3 separate regions of the Mus musculus genome follow, and all the other regions are linked to region 1. Evidence: chromatin contacts called from public HiChIP or PLAC-seq data. All regions are on one chromosome and are shown on one strand. The core of a region is the stretch at or near the end of the contact, and the rest is flanking DNA. Distances in the headings are between cores, read along the strand shown. Region 1 holds the start of Skiv2l (superkiller viralicidic activity 2-like (S. cerevisiae)). Region 2 holds the start of Psors1c2 (psoriasis susceptibility 1 candidate 2 (human)). Region 3 holds the start of Kifc1 (kinesin family member C1).

Region 1 (2,766 bases), core at 73-2,572:
ACTGAGATCCTTGCCAGGGGTAGTGGTAGGGGACAAAGTGGAAGAGGAACTTAGAAACCATCGACAGACTTGACAAATGTTTTGCTGTGTAAATAGTACAGAAGCCAGAGGTGAGGCAGAGCCATTCCAGGCTACCCAAAGCCACATATTTTCAATCCAGCCTGGGCTAAGTGTGAGACCCTGTCTGAGGTGGAGTGGTGTGTCAGAGATGAGAGATTTTAAGGCCTATTAAATGCAGTTGGTTATCTAAAAGCGAAGGGAGGGAGGTAGAGCAGACAGGAGGAGCACATTTACTTGGGCATTTGATGGTTCACAAGGCTCTGGGTGGTACTGAAGCCACAGGGACGATGATAATTCCATTGGGGATGACCAGAGAAGAGGGAGGGTTCAAATAAGACTGGACGATGCTGCCAAAGCTCCACTGAGAGGTCCCCTTCCGGTAGGAGGCAGGAGGACTCCCATGGCCTTACAGTCAGCCCAGGTGTCCCCAGAGTCTGGAGAAGCCGGGCCACCACGCTTAACTAACTCCTACCTTCTTCTTGAGTTTGTTGAACTTCTTCTGCAGTGCCTCTTCCTCTTCACTCAGCCCCGGAGGTATCACCAACATGTTGGCTCCTGGTTCAAGGGCAGAACCCAAGACATCATTCTCTACTGTCACCATTCAAAATTCACACGTCGTCCAACTTGCGTCCATCCTGTATGCACCCCAACCTCCAGGCCCGCCTACTCCAGCCTCTGGCCTTTCCCTAACCCCTCGTTCCTCCGAGGCTGCTTGTCCAGCCTCCTGTTTATGGTAATCAACCGGCATTCCCGCCTATGTCCAAGGTCCAGACACTAGAGCCTTGGGGTACCTCAGCCCGGAGAAGGGAAAGCACTCCCTGCGACGCCAAGGCGATGGCTCCCGACCCCCATGCCCAATGGGGTTAGGTCAGCCAACCTCGGGGTCCGATGGGCAGAGAAGGCGGCCGGGCCCGCGTAGCGCTATCTGGGCAACCAGAGGAGGAGGAAGAAGAACCAGGGGCCGCGCGGGGAAGGCGCGAAAGATGTGAGACGAAGCCCTCACCTGAGGGGGCGGCGCCCGGGCCCGCGGTCTCCGGCGCCGCCGCGCGGGCTACTGCGCGCTGGCTCGCGGCGATGACGTAAAGGGGCGGGACACGCGGTAACCAAGGCGGCGAGTCGCAGTGACTTCCGCCCGGCCTTGCCCGGCTCCGAGTCAGGCTTCGGCGCCGCTCTCGCCCACGCTCCCGGCGGGGAGTGGTGGAGGAGGGGGCGTGTCGGAAGTAATTTCAACTTCCGCCCTTCTCGGGGCGGGGCCGGCTCCGTGGTTACTCTGAGTTTCCGGGCTGCTCGGGAGCTGCCGCGGCTCCAGGATGATGGAGACGGAGCGACTCGGTGAGGGGGAGGGGAGGAGAGTGGACGGGAGAGGAGAGGAGAGGAGGGGAGGGGAGGGAGGGGGGTCCGCGGAAAGGACTAGTTAGTAGACAGGAATGACTTGTGGCTTTTAACCTGTGACCTTTCCCTTGTAGTTCTGCCTCCCCTAGATCCCCTGAACTTACCCCTTCGAGCTCTGGAAGTGGGGTGCACTGGCCGTTGGGAGCTGCTGAACGTGCCAGGGCCTCCAGAGAGCACTGTGAGTGACTTTTGACCCTCACCTTTGACCTATGAGCCTAAAAGAAATTCCACCCTGCTCACAGGAGGATGTAGCTTGACACTGTCATCTTGGCCTCCGGCTCATGCTGGACAGATCCCACTCTACTGGAACTCCAGTAGGTCGGAGCGGGGAGTGCTGGAGACGCGAGCTCTCAGAGCTGCCCCTTCACCTGTATCTTTCCTCCTAGGAGGTTCCTTCTCTCTGCATAGCTCAGAGCACTTGGCTCTTTTAAACTGAAGCCTGGCGTGGCTCACACCCTTATTCCCAGCACTTGGGAGGTGGAGGCAGGCAGATCTCTTGAATTGGAGGCCAGTTTGATCTACATACCAAGTTCTAGGCCAGCCAGGGCTATGTAGTGAGATCTCATCCCCAAAACAGAAAGAAAAGAAGCAGAAAATTTAAGACTGGCAGAATGACTTATTAGCCCAGAGATTCTCCACCTTTGATTCACTACCCATTTGAGGGTGGAATGACCCTTTGACAGGGGTCACATCACATATCAGATATCCTGCACACCAGACATTTACATTAAGATTCATAACAGTAACAGAATTACAGTTAATAAGTAGCAACACAATTATTTTTCGGTTGTGGTCAGCACAACAGGAGAACCGGTGCATTAAAAGGTGGCAGCATTTGAGAAGGTTGAGAATCACTGGCTTAGCCTATTAAAGCGCTTGCCCATGCAAGTCTGATGAGACACACGTAAAGGCAGCGAGAGAGCCAGCTCCACAATGTGGTCTTCTGACTGCCATGTGTGCATGCGTGTACCCATGTCCACCCATTACACACAGACCTATACATACTAACACATACTACTACAAATAATAAGAATTCTAAAATGCGAATTCTCAGTTGAGCACATAGCTCACTTGGTATAGCGCTTGCTCAGCATACACAAAGCCCTGGTTTTGATCCCTGGCTCTGCATGATAGTCAGGTGTTGGTAGCTCATGCTTGTCACCCCCTCACTTGAGAGGGGGAGGGATATGTGTACACACACACACACACACATCAAGTTGGATGCAAACATGGGTTTCATGAGAGCCTCTCTCAAAATAAGAATGCAGATTGCTGTGTCTGGCCTCTGTGTGTCTGAAATCAGTGATTTACCTT
Region 2 (2,700 bases), core at 8-2,507, 680 kb before region 1:
AGGGACAACATAATGACTGAACAGGGACCACAAAGTGGAGGGAGGGGGGGTTGCAGAGCATAGACACTTCCAACATAGAACACAATTCAAACAGAGACTGAGGAAGGGAACTAAGGGATTAGGGAAAATTGAGATTCTAAGCGGGCAGCCAATGAAAAAGGTGGGCTTTGGTGTGCTCTGTGGAGGCTCACGTTCCCTAGGGTCCCCTATCTATACTCTTCCTGGGGTGGGTCAAGGTCTGGCTCCTCCTGAGATTCATGGTCCATCTCAGGGGCAGGAGGCCAGGGGTTTTCTGGGGGCTGGGTTCCTGCTGGCCAGGGGTCATCAGGCAGAGGAGGTTTAGGGGGATCAGTGCTTGGGGGCTTTGGGGGCCAGGCACCACTGTCAGGAAGATCTCTCCAGGGACGGTTGGAGCCTGGAGGCGGAGGTTCATCAAACAAAGGAGGCGCCCCAGGCCAGGGATCACCAGGGATTGGGGGTCCCAGAGGCAATGGTGGGGAGTCCTCCTCTTCGTGGGTGTCTGTAGATCCGGGAGAAGGGTCGCCATTGCCTGAAATGCCTGTAGAGGAGGAAGGAGAATAAGAGATACAGTCGCAGAACACTTCCCACCCAGCTTCATACCCAAAGGTTGAGCCTCACTTAGACTAGCACAGCCTGAGCCCCAAAACAGATCTCAGAGTGACCCCCAAAGTGCTCTCCATACATTTCCCAAACACTGAGGCCATCTTCACACGGTGTGAAAGCCCTAGGCTCATCCGGACCACTGACACGATCATACTTCCAAATGGTTCTCTGTTCAACCTTGGTTGGGATACTCCACTGGAACCTCCCCCAGGGTGGTCTGCACTGGAAGTGGTCTTGGCCCCACCTGTCACTCAGGCGCCATCTCTGTAATAACCAGCCCTCAGTCCCAGTGACTCCCTAGGCCTGGTGACTCCACACAACTCTATCGCATCCCTCCACCTGACCCAGCAACATATTCAGAATCAAGGTGCCCCTGCCTGCAATCCCCTGAGCTTCCCCACTAAGGACACTCCAAGAATCCCTTCTGCTCTGCGTTCCTCTTACTCCTTTCCTCCTGGGGGCGTCCCCTCCCTAAGGGTGGGTCATTTCGACCATCTCCATCACCCCAGCTGTGCTCCTGGCCTATTCTGACGACTCACCTCCTGCACACAGGCAAAGGACCAGCAGGCCTAGCAGCTTCCAGGTGAGCATCATGGCTGTCTACTGGCCCCCAAGGCGGGGTGCTCCGAGTCTAGGTGCTTGAGAACCTAAGAGGCTTTATAGCAGAGGAGGTAGAGGGGGTGGCCAGTCTGTGGGGAGGGGCCAGCTCAGCACCCTAAGGAATCCCTACCAGAGCCTAACTGGTCAAACCCGTTTACAAAGAACCTGCCAGTAAGCATCCCTCTTTTCTGTCCCCCAGTCCCGGGGGCCGGGGGCAGCCGGGTCTATCAGTGACCCAGACCCCAGGAGGCTCCACCCTTGTTTTCACACCTCCTCCATCCACACCCGGCAGGAATCAGGACCCACCTGTCATCTTTATAATCACAAGGAAGGCTACCTTTCATCCGTGATAGTTATTGGAAGCCACAAAATGGGGGCAAACCTCGCGTGGGGAAGCTTGGTAATTAGAGGCAGAGGCGGGACGCCTGGGTCAGAAAGCACCCTCTAGACTGGCATCTCAGCCTCGGAGCTCCGTCCCCCCACTCCCCTCTGGACCATGCTCTCTGGCATGTCACCTCAGTCAGTCACTGGGAACTTCCCAGGCAGTGACATCTAAGGAATTCCAGGGGGAGCCACCTGGGTGACGCGGGAAGCCAGGATATCCTGGTTCCTGACCCCATGCAGAGGTGACTGCATCAACACCAAAGACTCAGGAAGAGCTCCCCTCCCCCACCCCTGCCCTTGTAACCCTAGAAATCTTCCTTCTTCAGGATGGCCCTGAGCATCAGGGTCCTTAAGACACACCCACCACCACCACCACCACCACCAAGAGAGATTGCTTCAGAAGGCTTGAGAGTGTCTGGACTACAGCTCCAATCCCCACACATCTGTCCCCACCTGGTCGGTTTGGGATTCTACTTATGGCTGATCAGGGAAACTTGGTTTCCACTTGATAGCCCTGGCCCCAGAGCATCCATCTTGATCCTGGACCATCTCCCTCAGGCTCCCAAGGTTTTAACCCATTGTTACTCTTCCTCCCTCCTCTCACACACAGATTTTTTTTCTTCTTTCCTTTCTTTCTGGTCTACAGAGTGAGGTCCAGGACAGCCAGGGCTACACAGAGAAACCCTGTCTTAAAAACCAAAAAAAAAAAAAAAAAAAAAAAAAGAAAAGAAAAGAAAAAGAAAATGTGAGTGTTTTACATACAAGTGATGCACAGGGAGGTCAGAAGGCATTGAATCCACCAGAACTGGAGTTATAAACAGTTGTTCGACTCCATGTGGTTGTTAAGATTTTAATCTAGATCCTCCGGAAGAGCAGCCAGTGCTTAGGACCACTTAGCCATCTCTCCAGTCCATCCCAAAGCCCTTCTGGAACTGTGCCCTGCCCCTGCCAGGAACCCCCTGCCGTCCATCACAGTCTGGAACTGTGCCCTGCCCCTGCCAGGAACCCCCTGCCGTCCATCACAGTCTGGAACTGTGCCCTGCCCCTGCCAGGAACCCCCTGCCGTCCATCACAGTGGCCCTGGCCTAGGAC
Region 3 (2,700 bases), core at 7-2,506, 960 kb after region 1:
GATTTCTGAGTTCGAGGCCAGCCTGGTCTACAGAGTGAGTTCCAGGACAGCCAGGGCTACACAGAGAAACCCTGTCTCAAAAAACCAAAAAAAAAAAAAAAAAAAAAAGAAACATACTATTTATTTATCCAGTTATGTATGTATGTATGTGTGTGTGTGTGTTTCTTTATTTATTTAAGACAGGGTCTCTCTACAGAGCCTGGCTGCCCTGGAATTTACTTTGTAGACCTGGTTGGCCTTGAACTCAAGAGATCTGTCTGCCTCTGCATTCTGAGTACTGGGAACTGGGATTAAAGGCGTGTGCCACCAAGCCTGGCTTCTAGTTTTGTTTTGATTTTTTAATCTAAAAGATTGTTTATTGACCTGGGCATGGTGGCACAGGGTAGCCCTAGCATCTCTGAGTTCAAGGCCAGCCTGTTCTACAAATAGAATTCCAAGACAGTCAGGGCTACACAGAGAAACCCAATCTCGAAAAAACAAAATAAATATATATGTAATTTATGTGTTTTATATATATATATATATATATATATATATATATGCTTATATATATAATACGTACTATTGGGTATTATTTATATGTGTAAAGATATATGTTTATGTATATAATACATATTGTTTATGTATAATATATAATATTGGAGGCAGGAGGGGCACAGAAAACTTTGTGGCGAATTAGTTCTCACCTTCCACATTATATGAGTTTCAGGGATAACCAGTTTGCTATCCTCCCGGCCCTACTCTAGATTTATGACTTTATTACATCTCCAGATATGGGTTCCACTTTTTCTTCTTTGAGGACAGGTCAGCGCCATCAACCAGCTTCCACTTTTCGGACCTGAGAAAGTGGACCAAGAGCGACCTCGGTGTAACAGTCTCCAGTCTACAGGGTTGGCGAGGAGGTGTGCAAGTTCAGCAGTATCCGCTAGGTGGCGCTCGCTCCGCCCCGACCCCGCTCAGGCACATGCGTATTGCCTCCCCCACGCCACTCCTCCACACAAGCGCACTTCTGACGCAACCAGAGACCTCAGGAAGCCGCGCTCGGCGCTCGGGAGGGGGAGAGGGAGAAAAGAGGAAGAGCGGATCCGGAAGTAGGATCCAAGGGGTCTAGTTCTGGTGCTCTAGCGGACTAGAAGAGTCGCGACTCAGGGGGCGTGGCCCCGGAGGCGGAGGGCACCGTGATTGGCTCGCGACCGCGGCGCCGGCGCGGATTGGCCTCTGCGGATTGAAGTGCGTTGACTGCGCGGAGGTTGAAATTCAAAAGTGGCGGGTGTGGCTGATTGGCCTGGCTCCTGGACAGCCTGGCTTCGGCGTTTTGCGGCGCGAGCCCTTGAGAGGACGCGGGTCTCATCGTCCTGCCTGCTGCCTTTGCACCCTTTCTGTGCGGACCACCATGGACGTGCAGGCGCAGGTGAGTGCGGCGGAGACGACCTCGCGCCAAGATCGGAGGACGCAGGCCGGCCGCCCGGAGACCCGCGTCCCGGGGACAGGTCGGGGCAAGCCGTCCTGCAGGGGAGGGTCGCACCGCCTCGCGCCCAGGACACCAGCGGCCGAGTCAGTGAGGGCAACACACACACACACACACACACACACACACACACACACACGGCGAGGTCCCAGGACAGTCGCAGCGACGTTGGCCCGCCATTCCAGTCGTGCAGGCGCGACCATCCCGTGTCCCTTATCCCCCTCCAGCATTTCCCATTTCGAATTCTCAAGCGGATTCGACATGTTTGTGCTTCTCAGTTCTTACAGATCGCCTTGTGGGAGAAGCGAGGGTTCTGAAAGAGGCCTTGTCGCTTGTCCGCAAAGTACCTTTCTTGCTGATGACCTGTTGTGTTGCTGCTGGATCGGGATAGAGGAAGGGGAGAGGAGAAATGGGGGCATCGGCCCAGAGGATCCTTATTCCCTCGCCTGCCTCTTCCTTTTGCTCATTTGGACTGCTGACTAGTTTATGGGGGTGCCCTTCTTCACCACAAGCATCTGAGGCGTATGTGTGTGGCAATTAATGGACTGATCTCTCTGGTGTCAGGAAAGACCGGCCTGCATTCTTTGTTTACCAGCATTTCAGTCTAGACTGACTCACAGTCGGTGTTCAGCTTGAAGAGACTTTCTGGTATACTCACAGCCAAAAGGGAGAGCACTGCACTGTGACAGGTGACAGTTAAAAAGTAAAATAGTTTTTCTCAGATTTGTTCCTGCAGTATTTGCCAAGCATCTTCTGGCCCTGCACAGCTGTACTTATGTAGGAGACAGGAGTCCTAGCTACCAGTGAGCTGACACTCCCTGGGGAGACAGACATAATACAATTTGTATCTCTATTGGGAGGGAGTGAAGGACAGTAAAGGTTCAAGCAGATGGAAGGGGAAGAAGAAAGCTAGGAGGAACAACATTAACTAAGGTATGGAGAGTTAAAACTGGAAGGAAGAGGTCTGTGGTGCAGTGCTAGGCGAGCATCCAAGAAACACCTGGGTCTATAGTCCCCTGAACCAAAAGCAACGAACCATCCTGAAGTCAGTTGTGCACCTGAGGTCACCTGTGTGGAGGCTCAGACCAGAGCTTGGAGATTCAGGCCAGTGATACATTGTCTCAAAAAAAAAAAAAAAAACCAATATAAATTTGACCTAGTAACCTGAAGCTGGTAGCATGCCCAAGAATAGCAGGGTTTGCTTGCTGATTTGTTGTTGTTGTTTTGTTTGT

The links. HiChIP or PLAC-seq counts read pairs in DNA pulled down with a chosen protein or histone mark.
Region 2: a contact with region 1 is called in an H3K27ac HiChIP or PLAC-seq map of double positive thymocytes, with 2.7 times the contacts expected there. The contact joins the promoter of Psors1c2 here to the promoter of Skiv2l in region 1. A contact is called at or near these places in 1 of 39 promoter capture datasets (erythroid cells) and 1 of 115 datasets of contacts at active chromatin or transcription factors (double positive thymocytes).
Region 3: an H3K4me3 HiChIP or PLAC-seq map of bone marrow-derived macrophages shows a contact between it and region 1, with 6 times the contacts expected there. The contact joins the promoter of Kifc1 here to the promoter of Skiv2l in region 1. A contact is called at or near these places in 2 of 115 datasets of contacts at active chromatin or transcription factors (astrocytes and bone marrow-derived macrophages).

Annotation. Positions count from the first base shown.
Region 1 is chr17:34,848,760-34,851,525 of GRCm38.p6, reverse strand. Skiv2l (superkiller viralicidic activity 2-like (S. cerevisiae)) reads left to right here and starts at 1,322. Exons shown (of 28, transcript NM_021337.2): 1 at 1,322-1,392; 2 at 1,527-1,630. The coding sequence starts at 1,371. Nelfe (negative elongation factor complex member E, Rdbp) reads right to left here and starts at 1,135. Exons shown (of 11, transcript NM_001045863.1): 1 at 938-1,135; 2 at 533-615. The coding sequence starts at 607.
Region 2 is chr17:35,531,758-35,534,457 of GRCm38.p6, reverse strand. It overlaps Psors1c2 (psoriasis susceptibility 1 candidate 2 (human)), which reads right to left and starts at 1,257. Exons shown (of 2, transcript NM_020576.2): 1 at 1,164-1,257; 2 at 1-559. The coding sequence starts at 1,218. The coding sequence ends at 207.
Region 3 is chr17:33,889,189-33,891,888 of GRCm38.p6, reverse strand. Kifc1 (kinesin family member C1) reads left to right here and starts at 1,256. Exons shown (of 11, transcript NM_001195298.1): 1 at 1,256-1,411. The coding sequence starts at 1,394.